Regions from separate parts of the Anser cygnoides genome. Here region 2 is linked to region 1. The links are chromatin contacts, called in public Hi-C maps. All regions are on one chromosome and are shown on one strand. Each heading gives the region's core, a stretch centred on a gene start, on an enhancer-like site or on the middle of the called end of the contact. The rest is flanking DNA. Distances are from core to core; before and after follow the strand shown.

Region 1 (5,342 bases), core at 1,531-4,030:
CATACAGTACATGGTCCTAAGTGAGATCACTTGAGGAAATTAACCCAAAAGTTTCCCTGAAAATGATTGAGGTCGTTTTTCTTGAAATCATACCCAGCAGCTCTCAGTAAAATGAACTACAGAGATAGTGCAGCAGGTGGAGCTCGATGCCATCTGGTTCCCTATAAACTGCTCCAGTGGACCTGGAGGCAGCCCCTTCCAGAGCTATCGCAGGTGGCACACACAAAGGTCTGGCATCCCTCCTTACCGGCTTAGGCTGCTCTTTGCACGTCCTCTTCAACTTCAGAAAGAAGATTGAAAGCTCCAAGTATTTTTGGATGAATAAATTCTTTTCAATAGCTTGTTTCAATCACAAACCGCCACCTCCAGATACTAGATTTCATCCTAACAACAATTCCCAGATACTTCCACTTTCTATTTTAAATTCTGCAGAATAGAATTTGTTCAGCTGACATTTCCTTCCTTTTAATAAACACACTTTCCGTTGCATACACTTATCTTTGCAGATGTCGTTCTGTAAATTTTGAAAATTTCCAACTTTGTTTTCCAAATCCTGTTGTGGAAAAATGCTGAGTTGGTGATGTGCACGTCATCTACAGATGGGAGAGCTGAGGTACACCAAGCTTGCTTTCAGGTTGTACATTTTCAATTTGATTATGCTGGTGAAAGAACTTCTTTCCTCGGCAATTCATGAAGATTTTTTCCACTCTGGTCAACCCATTTGGTTGGTACATTATTGTGAAAAATAGCAGATTGACACGCCTCTTGCACTCTTCTTTCTAATATCGCTTGAATAGGAGCATTATGATTACATTTGCAAAAGGTGATTGTGTTTTGAGGAAAATAAATCAGCACAGCTTCATCACAAGCCACCCATTTAGTTATCCAGACGCAAGACCAACCTGGTGAAATGTATTTTTAATTTTACAAAAATATTTAGAAAGCTCTTGTGAAGCACTACATGCAGAGATGATTACTGCTGTTCTGCAGGTAGCATTCTAAATGTTGATTTTTAAAGAAAGCATTCTAGCCAAGTACTCAGGGTATACTTTTTCTTTTTTTCTGCTTCTGCTGCTGCTCAATACTGACCCTTTTTGCCCTTTCACTAGAATGCGGGAACATGGAACAGACATCAGGGCCAAAAGAGAATTTTAAATTGAACGCTAGAGACTCCTAGGCAAAGGACTTCAGTAAGAATATTCTGCAGAAAATTAAGATTGCTCTAGGAGTAATGCTATTTTAGTGCTCCAGCTTAAGCTATGCCACAACTAAATCCGCAGATGCAAATATATCTCAGCCTCAAACACAAGACACCTGATTTGTTAAGGTTGTGCTGTATCATATCAATAATTCAAGGCACTCTGCAGTTGAGAATCTCTGCTGCCAAGGGGAGCACTTGTTAAGTGCTATTGCAGCAGCTTCCATTCCTTAGTCTCCGGTCAGAAATGATCCCGCTATCCAAGGAGGGGGGTGCTCATCCCTCTGTTTCACCATAGTGGTATTAATGAGGGAGGGAGCTCCAATCCCGTCATCTCTCCTTCTGTGCTCTAACGAACACATTACCGTCAATAAAGACATATCAGGAAAATGGAAGGAGGCAGCTGAGAAGCGAGAGAAAGTTTACCAGTAAAGGTGTAAGAATGAAATTTAGAATAAGTAGACTCAATTTCACCTCTATCAGAAACTTTCTCTGACATCCTAAATAAAACATTTAACACCTTATGTCAGCCAGTAAGAGCTTTTCCCTCCCCTATCCCCCCATGTGTTGTTTTTTTTTTTTTTAAAAAAAAAAACAAACTACAATGAATTTTGGTACAAGCACCTCAGCTCACTAGGCCTCTGTTCCCCATATCCAAAAATGGGGAAAACAACATTTCTTATTCATTAACTTTTATGAAGTATTCAGGTATTATAGCAGTGGAAAGCATATGTACAGAAAGACCATTGCTTTCATACCAAAACAGAACCACAGGATCTTTTGGGTTGAAAGGGACCCCTAAGGACCATCTAGTTCCAACCCCCTGCCTTATAGCTTATTATTGTTTATTCCGTCACTTTGCCTCAGCTTATCCTCAGTGAATTTCTCTGGGAAATCCTCTTTTCATTTTATTTTCTCCAAAGAATATTTACTTAATTCTGATAAGGGATAAATTATGTAAAATAATTGGATCAAATTAATCTCAACTGTAATGCCATTGTTGCCATTGCATTTACCCTCCAGTTACTTTTAACCCCTTATGGTTACCCCTTACATTATTTGACCTGCCATCTTTACAGTCTATGTAAAACCATTTCATTATAGGATGATCTCAAAACTCCATGATCTAAAGGTTTTGAATTGTGTCCTTACAAGTCAATGCAAGTAAACATATTAAAAAAAAAAAGACGCTTCTATACAACATCTCTTTCTGCCTCGTATTTCTGTCATTTACCTAGTCTCTGGGCAACATGTCAGCAATTTAGGTTTATGCAGCTCTCCCAAAGCCTTTTATTTATATTTTTGGTGGCGTACTGTCAATCAAAATAATACTCAGCCTTAGCTAATGTTTTCTAGATATTTCCCTCTATTCAAGTTAGAATTATAAATGTTGTCCCCAGATCTTCTTACGGAAAACCAAATGTCCTAAAAAGCTTTTGGATTGCCAAAAAGTCCATTCTATTAGAAATTAATGTAAACAGTATTCAACTGGGAAAATAAAACCCCCATGTACCACAATAGTGCTCATTTCCTTCTTGCATTTAGTAGTTTAAAATAACTTACAGAAGTGCTGCAGAGATCCACTTAGTAGCAAAGCACACTCAAAAAACAGAAATCCTTATTAACATCTCTAAAAAATTAGTTTCTTAGTTCTGCTAGTCTAACACATGCTTTCTTATTAGAAAGCTATGCTAAAAACATGAAAGTTCATGAACCAAGGCAGGAGTACATAATAAAATTAACAGATCAATATCTTCTACAGCACAGAGTCACTATTCAATCCAAAAGCAACAAACAAAATAAAGAACATGCTATTCTGTTTTATTTCATAGTGAAAACAAAGTTAATTTGAGAATGAGTTGGGGGAACACACAGCTGGAAAGCAGAGTTACCAGCCTCAGGAAATTCAGGGAAATGTAATTGAGAACGAATTATCTCTTTAATTACTTTTGACCAAATCAATAAAAGCCACAGAATAAAAAGCATGATGACTGCCACCTGGTAGAGGACAAAACAAAAACTGAAAGTTACTACAAAACTCAGTCATGTTAAGAACAATCAAAGAACTTTTCTCTTACAGGAAAAAAGAAAGAGGGTCAGGGATATTGGTTCAATAAACAAGCAGTGCATACAAAAGTTAATAATTGATCCTGGCCAACGCACACTGTTCTCAGCTGTGAAGACTGTTAACTCTTCACTTGAATTTCAAACTGTCCAGTCACCACTTCAGGATTAGCAAAGCAAAAAGCACCACCTGTTTCCTTCTGAACTTCCAGAGTTTCTCCCATGCTTTCTTTTATTTACCAAACAGCAATGTAGGAATTATTTGCTGTTGCAGTTTAAGGCATAGCTCTTACTCTTGTATTAATAAACAGATCAAGATCCTACATCTCCTTTGGCTTTGTTCCCACAGACGAGTAGCAACAGTCACACCTGGAGGTCACAGACACGTAGCCAAACACAGCTGGCTTTCAGCACGATGGGCTGTCTACAAGCAAGGCAGAGATGGAGGGACCACAAGGGCTACACTGGCATCCAGGAGCAGGGAAGACTCCAGAACCTGTTTACCTGTAATACCTGCAGGGTCCCCATTACTACAGCAGTTTACCACCTAAGATATTAATGATTGCAATATTCTTGTCAGTGTGTTGTATTTTCCTGTATGAAGGATGAAGGTACAACCAGTTAAGTGACTTGTCCCTGGTCACATAGGATATACACACAAAGGGCATGGAATTGAAAGCAGGTCTCTGAAGCTCAAAAGCTCACCTCTTGACTTGAGCTGGAAGTCTAACTCCGTAGTCTGACTGAATCTTTCAGCATGTCTGACTATCACTGAAGAAAACTAAAGGATGCAAATTTCTGAATATCTCCTTTCTTCTCAACCAGGTTTTAATTTAATATGCCACAACTGTTGATCATGTGGATGCTGAACATCAAATTAAAGTGAATTCCAGGTGTACTGTTAGTACCTCGCCCTCTTCCCTTTTCTCTGTGCCCTCCACCACTCCTCATGGACCTTAAGATCTTCAGTTTCAAGCAGTTCCTTTAAAAGTTTTGGCATTCATACGTGAGCAGGATAGCGTAGTTACTCTATGAGTTTATAAAGTAAAAGAAATTGTATTTTGACATGACCTTTTTTTTCCCCCCTTCACAAGCCTTCTAGTCAGGAGTTACTTTAACTGGCAATGGCAAAAGATTGCAAAATGCTAAACTGGCTCGAGAGACTGAGACAAAGTAAACCACTGTGCAACAATCTTCACACTGCCCTGTGCTGACTGAAAGGCTTAAAAGAATGTTTCACAGAAGTGCAATTAGAATGAATAAAAACAGAGGCTCTACAAACAAACAAAAAGGTAAAAGGCAGCTTCAGATGATGGAGATACCTCACCTATTTTTAAACGGCGAGCTGTCCTTTTGAGATGTACCATTTCCCTAGCAGTAACTGATTTCTTCTTCCCCTCCTGCCCAGCTTATACCTTAAAACCATATAAAGAGTAAGTCCTTCACTCAGGGGGTAATACGCCATTCCACTTTGCCAATGCCAATTTAATGTGTAATCCTTACACATTGGACAGAAGAGGCAGGGCAGTGATGAAGGAACAATCCAGCAAATAAAGTGCATGAAGATTGGGCCTTTTCTTCTCAAAGGCCACAGTTGTGCTAGCAAGAATTTCAGAATAATTCTTAATTCAATATTACAGCACTTTTCCCCCCCCGGGAATATGTGTCATGTTTTTTGAATAGGCCTGATTCAAGGCAGACATACCTAAAAAGTTGATTGGCTTTTTCAGTGAAACAGACCTGACTTCTATTAAAGTACCATCACTGGCCCAGAAAAATCTTCAGCACGAGCTACTTCCTATATCACTGTCAGACCTACCATGGAAAAAATTCAAGTGACAATGCCTTACAGACATACACTGAGATACGTTATACAGCCTGAGGTAAAAGAAACTCACTTCAGAGTCTTTGAAGTTGCTGTAGCCAATTTAGAGAACAAAGATTTGGGGCCAAAAGCAGTACCATTACTGCATCTATTCCTCCTGAAATACATTCTCTGAGAAGCAGTGGGAGCAAACATGCAACACTCCTACCGGTTTTGTCAATAAATAGCAAATTTCATTCTGTATAGACTTAATTG
Region 2 (5,342 bases), core at 1,502-4,001, 140 kb after region 1:
AACGTGTTTACGCTTAACTAAAACCTTTTCAGAAAAACTTCAGGAAACAAGAAAGTAGAAGAGTATTTGTCATTCAAATAAAAGATCATCATTCATTCATTCCACCTAAAACGCCTGCAACCCCATCAGTTTTACAAAGCAAACAATTGTTTCCGTAACAATTCAGCAAAAATAGACTTATTTTTAAAGTGAAAACCTGTCTTGACATTTAGATCTACAGACACCAGAAACTTTACAACAGAACCATTCTGCTCCTTTGTCAAATGTTGAGGTGTGTAAGTTTCCTACATATAAAAGAGGAGGCATTTCCAGACCTTGACGTCATCTATTTAAAAAAAATCACCACACACACCAAAAGAAAAGAAAAAAACAAAAACAAAACTAAAAGCAAAGTCTATTCCTGGTTCTGTTGCAGACTCGCATTTCCTTTCTCACGTATCTGTGGTTTAACACAGGCCAAGTCTTCCTCAACTGTATAAAAAAACATCTCCACCAGTAAGAAAGAACACTAAATGCTCCAAAACATTAAGAGAAACTATTTCAAGTCTCCAAAAAGCCGCTCTTCCTGGACAAGACTGGCATTCTGTTGCTTAAGGGATGTGAGTAGACACCTTGCTTTTTGCACGGCTTGTATCAAGTAGATGCTTTGTTTTCTTTAAAGGATCTGCCTGCAGAGGGATTCAATTGCAGGAAAACTGAGCTGCTCCCAGGAACCTGTACCTGTCTTTGTTCGAAACAGCACTTGTTTCTTGAACTGAGAAAGTAATTGAGAAGAAATATGTACCCATTAGCTATTACGTTGGTGTAGAAACTTAAAAACACAAATCTTAGCCCAAAACATTGCATAGCTTATGCAAAAGACACGCACCTGCCCCGCTCCCCAACAACAGAACTACTTTTTATTAGGTTACTTACTGTTCTTTCATTTCTACATAGTCCTCTTCCTCATGTTTTGCCAGGTCAGTCTCACTGGCATCCTCAGTATCTAAGTGAGGTAAAGAACAATATGCTAAAACTAAAGCAGCATTAAAAAAACATAGTAAACAACTAAAAAAACCCACACTCAGGCAATTTAACCTCAAATACATAACCAAGTAAGCAATTGCAGAGATAAGTTCAGAATTGAATCATCTTTTATGCAACTGCAAGTTATCCCAGATAAATCCTCCAGTAGATTTGCAACAAAGCTTACATGAAGTTCAAGCAGTATCGACTTAAGATACTCTAGTAATTTCTTCCTAATTTAAGATTCAACATTACTGCTTACAAATACTAAAGTGAGACGGTAACACAACCCTAGGACCCCAAAGAACGTTTCCCAGCCTCCTTCCTATTGTTTCACCCAGGAAATAATCTCCTCTGTGGAAGGCTATGACTGAAACAGCTCTAACTGATTCACAATGCCTCTGCACCTCAACCTGAAACACTCCAAACAGACGATACTACGACGAGATGCTGTTATGGTTTACTACAAAGGCCTCACTAAAGATAAGCTACTTGCTATGATCTGAAGTTGACTTCTCAGCTACGCATTGCACAGAAGTATTCTGGCATTCATACACAGCAAACACCAGCACCACTAAAGACAGCCCTGACCTTACAGAGAGATAATATAAACTACAAAATAAACCAGTGCAGAACTGCTAGTTGTTGGCTACTTCTTCACACATTTATTAGCTGTAAGACTCGGGTAGCCAAGAATGAATAAGAAATACCCCTTCCTCTCTAAGGAGAAGTCAGTTTTTCTGGGCTGGGGTTGTGATAGAAAGTGTACAGCTGCATAGCCTAAACTGCAGTGATATTCCCTAGGTATGGGCAGGGCTGTCAGTCTCTAAAAGGGAGAAAAAAAAAAAAAGAAACAAGAAAGATTTGATTTAAGCTACAGAGAAACACCTTCAGCTTTTTTTTTTTTTTCTGAGGCTCTCCAGGCTTAGCTCCAGCTCCTCATTCACAAAGACACAGATCTGATGGAGGAGTTTTGCTGACAGAGCACCTGGGACCATCACAGGGCTGTTTTTCACCTCCCCTACTTGTTACTTTATGCACCCTGGACCCCAGGACGCTCTGGGTTTCACTTTGGCTTCCCTTCTGCATTGCTTTCCCAATCCCCCCACAAACCCCCTAACCCCTCCTAGCACCCCCTGCCTTCATTCCCCACACTCTCCTCCCTCATTTCCACCCTCCCCCGAGCCCCCGCACCCCACAAGCTCTCAGCAATCCCCCCACCAGGCTCCAGCGCATTCCCCCTGCCCCAGCCGTGACCCCAAACCCCCCAACCCCCCTCCCGGCGCTCCCCTTCTCTGCCTCCTCACACCCGCACAGCAGCCCCAGTTCCCCTCACGTTTCCCACGGGAAACTTCACGCACTCACCGACCCCTCATTTCCACAGCATTTTCCTGCAGTTTCAGAGCCCTTCTTCCCCCCAACCCTCTCGCCCCTTCCCCCCTCCCTGGCCCCCCGCTGCCCACCACAGCCCCGGCCCGGCCGGGCCGCCCACAACCTTCGTCCGAGTCGCGGGCCCGAGCGCTCCGCTCGCCGTCCTCCTCCTCGGCGCTCTCCAGCTCCTCCTCCTCGTAGTACTCGGGCCCGGGGGGCATGGCGGGGGCCGGAGCCCCGGGCGGGGTGGCGGACACCGGCGGCGTGGCGGACACCAGCCCGGCCGCGCTCATGGCGCCGGGACGCAGCGGGAACCGCACCCGCGCCTCCGCCCGCCCTGCCGCCTCTGCCGGGCTGCTCGGCAACCGCGCCAGGACCCCGCCGCCACTTCCGCTTCCTCCCGGCCTGCCCGCGCTGCTGCCTGAGCGTCCAGCGCCGCGGTGCAGGCGAATGCGGCGGGCACCTAAGGGAGGGGGCCTGCGCGGCAGGGCGGGCTGACGGGCGGGGCTCGGTGGGCGAGGTCGCGGGTTCGAATCCATGGCACGGCGGCAGCCGCCCGCCGCGGGGGTTTGGCCTCCCCGGAGCCGTGTGGTTGGGTTTTGCCACAGAGATCCCCTGTCGTGCTGGAGAGGGCCTGCCCAAGGACCTGCACGGCTTTCCCACTCTGTTTTTTCCGTGGACAAACAGTTTCCTTGTTCTCCATGCCCTCGTCCAAAGGCCAGCACGGCACTGCAAGCACACACGCACCCAGGTGAAGCAGCTCCTCCACGCCGGCTTTCATAAAACTAACATCTAAACCCACCATGAATACCTTGCATTGGTCAGAGATGTTATTCTCCTGACTGGACATTGGTTTTAAATTTAAGGACCAAGAAGTGAGACTCGTATGCAGGAACCGCATCAAATACATGGCCACAGCCAGTTGGAAAAAGCCCCGCATTGGCATTTCAGGGAAAATGTGCCATTTGGCTCCTTCCTGAAACTGCATGCCACCTGGAAAGCACGGACCGGTTACTCTCACTGCCTCTAGCAGATCTGTACTAAACGCTTACCTGAACAGTTGTGAGGAACGTTTTGAGGAACAGTTCCTCAAACGCACGGCGTGTTGACTCACTGAGACACTACAAACACCTAACCAGGGAAAAGGAAATACAACAGAATACGTTTTATCTAAAGGCCTGCACTCCCAAATGCTGCAGTGCTTTTTAGAACCAGCTAAACCAGGCCACTGGCTGCCAAGAGGGGCACCAGGTCATACTGTTTGTTCTGAGACGAAGGGCAGGAACACAGCACGTGCACTTTGCTTTTCTGTATCTCATCCCGAAGAGCTGTTTGCACCGACTGACAATTTTTAACTTGGAACACCCATGCAAAGCATGCGTTATACCTTTTTACATAAGTAAATATTGCCTTTTACAAGAGATGAGGCTGAGACCCGGCTAAAAGTCAACACCAGTGAGAGCAGCTCCCGGATCTGTGTCCCATTTGAGGGCACCTGATGCAGAACATCAAGCCGCTCTCCATCCCCCTGCTGCCAGGGGCTTCCAGCAGTGTCAAGAGCAAGAGCAAAGCTCCCACAGTCTCCTTGATGGACGTAGCAGTAGCTGGGACTGTGTGTGGCCACAGGGCGAACAGGAACGGGTGCGGCAGCTGCTGCCACATCCTAGGGGCTGCATGGCTGGTTCTGTGCTTGGGCTGCTCAAATCGCTTTCCCAACATCACACAGTTGCAGACAGATCAGACCGGCTAAAAACCTTTCTTAGGACTAACCAACACTTCCCCAATTTCCTTTCTCTCTTCCACATGTCCACACAGTTCACCCATCAGCTCCCCAGCAAGCTTTGCTCACGCTGCTGCGGACAGCGGATGAGTAAATACGTTGCAAGTGTGGCTGAGCCAAGGCCGCCCTTCCAAGGTTAATTCATCCCGCGTTACACTGCCTCAGCACTTTCTGTTTGTCTGAAGCGGATCTATCCTTTAAGAGAAGACTGCCTTTCACACACCACACAAAGGGCAGGTGCATTTACTAATGCGAGGACACACAAGAATCCTTTGAACAGAAGGAGCTGTGTACGGTGAATGAGTAAGAAACTGGACAGAGTTGCTGATGCAAAATTTTTTTAGCTTATTCTGTGGTCAAAACTGGAATCTTGCTGCTTGCTCCCTCCGTACCAATTCCTCATGTTTAATATTAGCCTTCTGGAGACACCCTATACTGTCATCTCTCAGGCATTTAGTGGGAACCCAAGGGAGGAGGTTCAGCTTTAAGGAATGCCCTGTTTCCCTTACAAACACAGAAACTTAACTGTCTACGCCCCAAAGAGCTATCAGGGAAAGTTTAAGCTTCTTTGTCAAGCTGTTGTTCTTGGCTCACGTTTCCATCAAAGCTGTTTTCCTCATCACAACTCACTTATTGTTTCACATACATTCACTCAGTTTGAAGGCAGATTTCTGCATCCTGCTTTGTCAGCATCAGCTATTCATAGAGGAGCTGACGCAGAAGTCGCGCTCAGTGTGTTTTTCTTTCCGTTTGTAAGAAATGGAGAAAAAAGTCACAGAGCTGTAAACAGAGGGCATGGCAACCCATTTCTTGGGTGAGTTAGATGAGTGCAGCTACAAAACCTGTAATGTAGTGCCCTGGCCTGTGAGGAACAGGACATGGAATCATTAAGGTTGGAAAAGCCCTCCAAGATCATCTGGTCCAGCCATCCGCCTACTACAAATGTCACCCACCAAACCATGTCCCTAAGCACCACGTCCAACCTTTCCTTGAATGCCCCCAGGGACAGTGACTCCACCACCTCCCCGGGCAACCCATCCCAATGCCTGACTGCTCTTTCTGAGAAGAAATGTCTCCTCATTTCCAACCTGAACCTCCCCTGGCGCAACTTGAGGCCATTCTTGAGGCCACTAGTTACCTGTGAGAGGAGGCCGACCCCCAGTTCCCCACAGCTTCCTTTCAGGTA

Evidence for each region. Hi-C and Micro-C count contacts between places; a contact is called where the count stands out from the background.
Region 2: a contact with region 1 is called in a Hi-C map of liver, with 14 times the contacts expected there. The contact joins the promoter of SUDS3 here to the enhancer-like site in region 1. A contact is called at or near these places in 2 of 7 Hi-C or Micro-C datasets (both in liver).

Annotation. Positions count from the first base shown.
Region 1 is chr17:11,931,786-11,937,127 of Taihu_goose_T2T_genome, forward strand. All of the region lies in intron 2 of CCDC60 (coiled-coil domain containing 60), which reads right to left. Among named protein-coding and RNA genes, the nearest start is that of CCDC60, 16 kb to the right of the region's middle. Within about 2 kb of position 2,781, at least 2 of the 3 cell types and tissues checked have open chromatin away from gene starts, as enhancers often do. A contact at or near this core is called in liver, where this site is marked.
Region 2 is chr17:12,069,119-12,074,460 of Taihu_goose_T2T_genome, forward strand. SUDS3 (SDS3 homolog, SIN3A corepressor complex component) reads right to left here and starts at 2,752. Exons shown (of 12, transcript XM_048063926.2): 1 at 2,501-2,752; 2 at 916-985. The coding sequence starts at 2,669.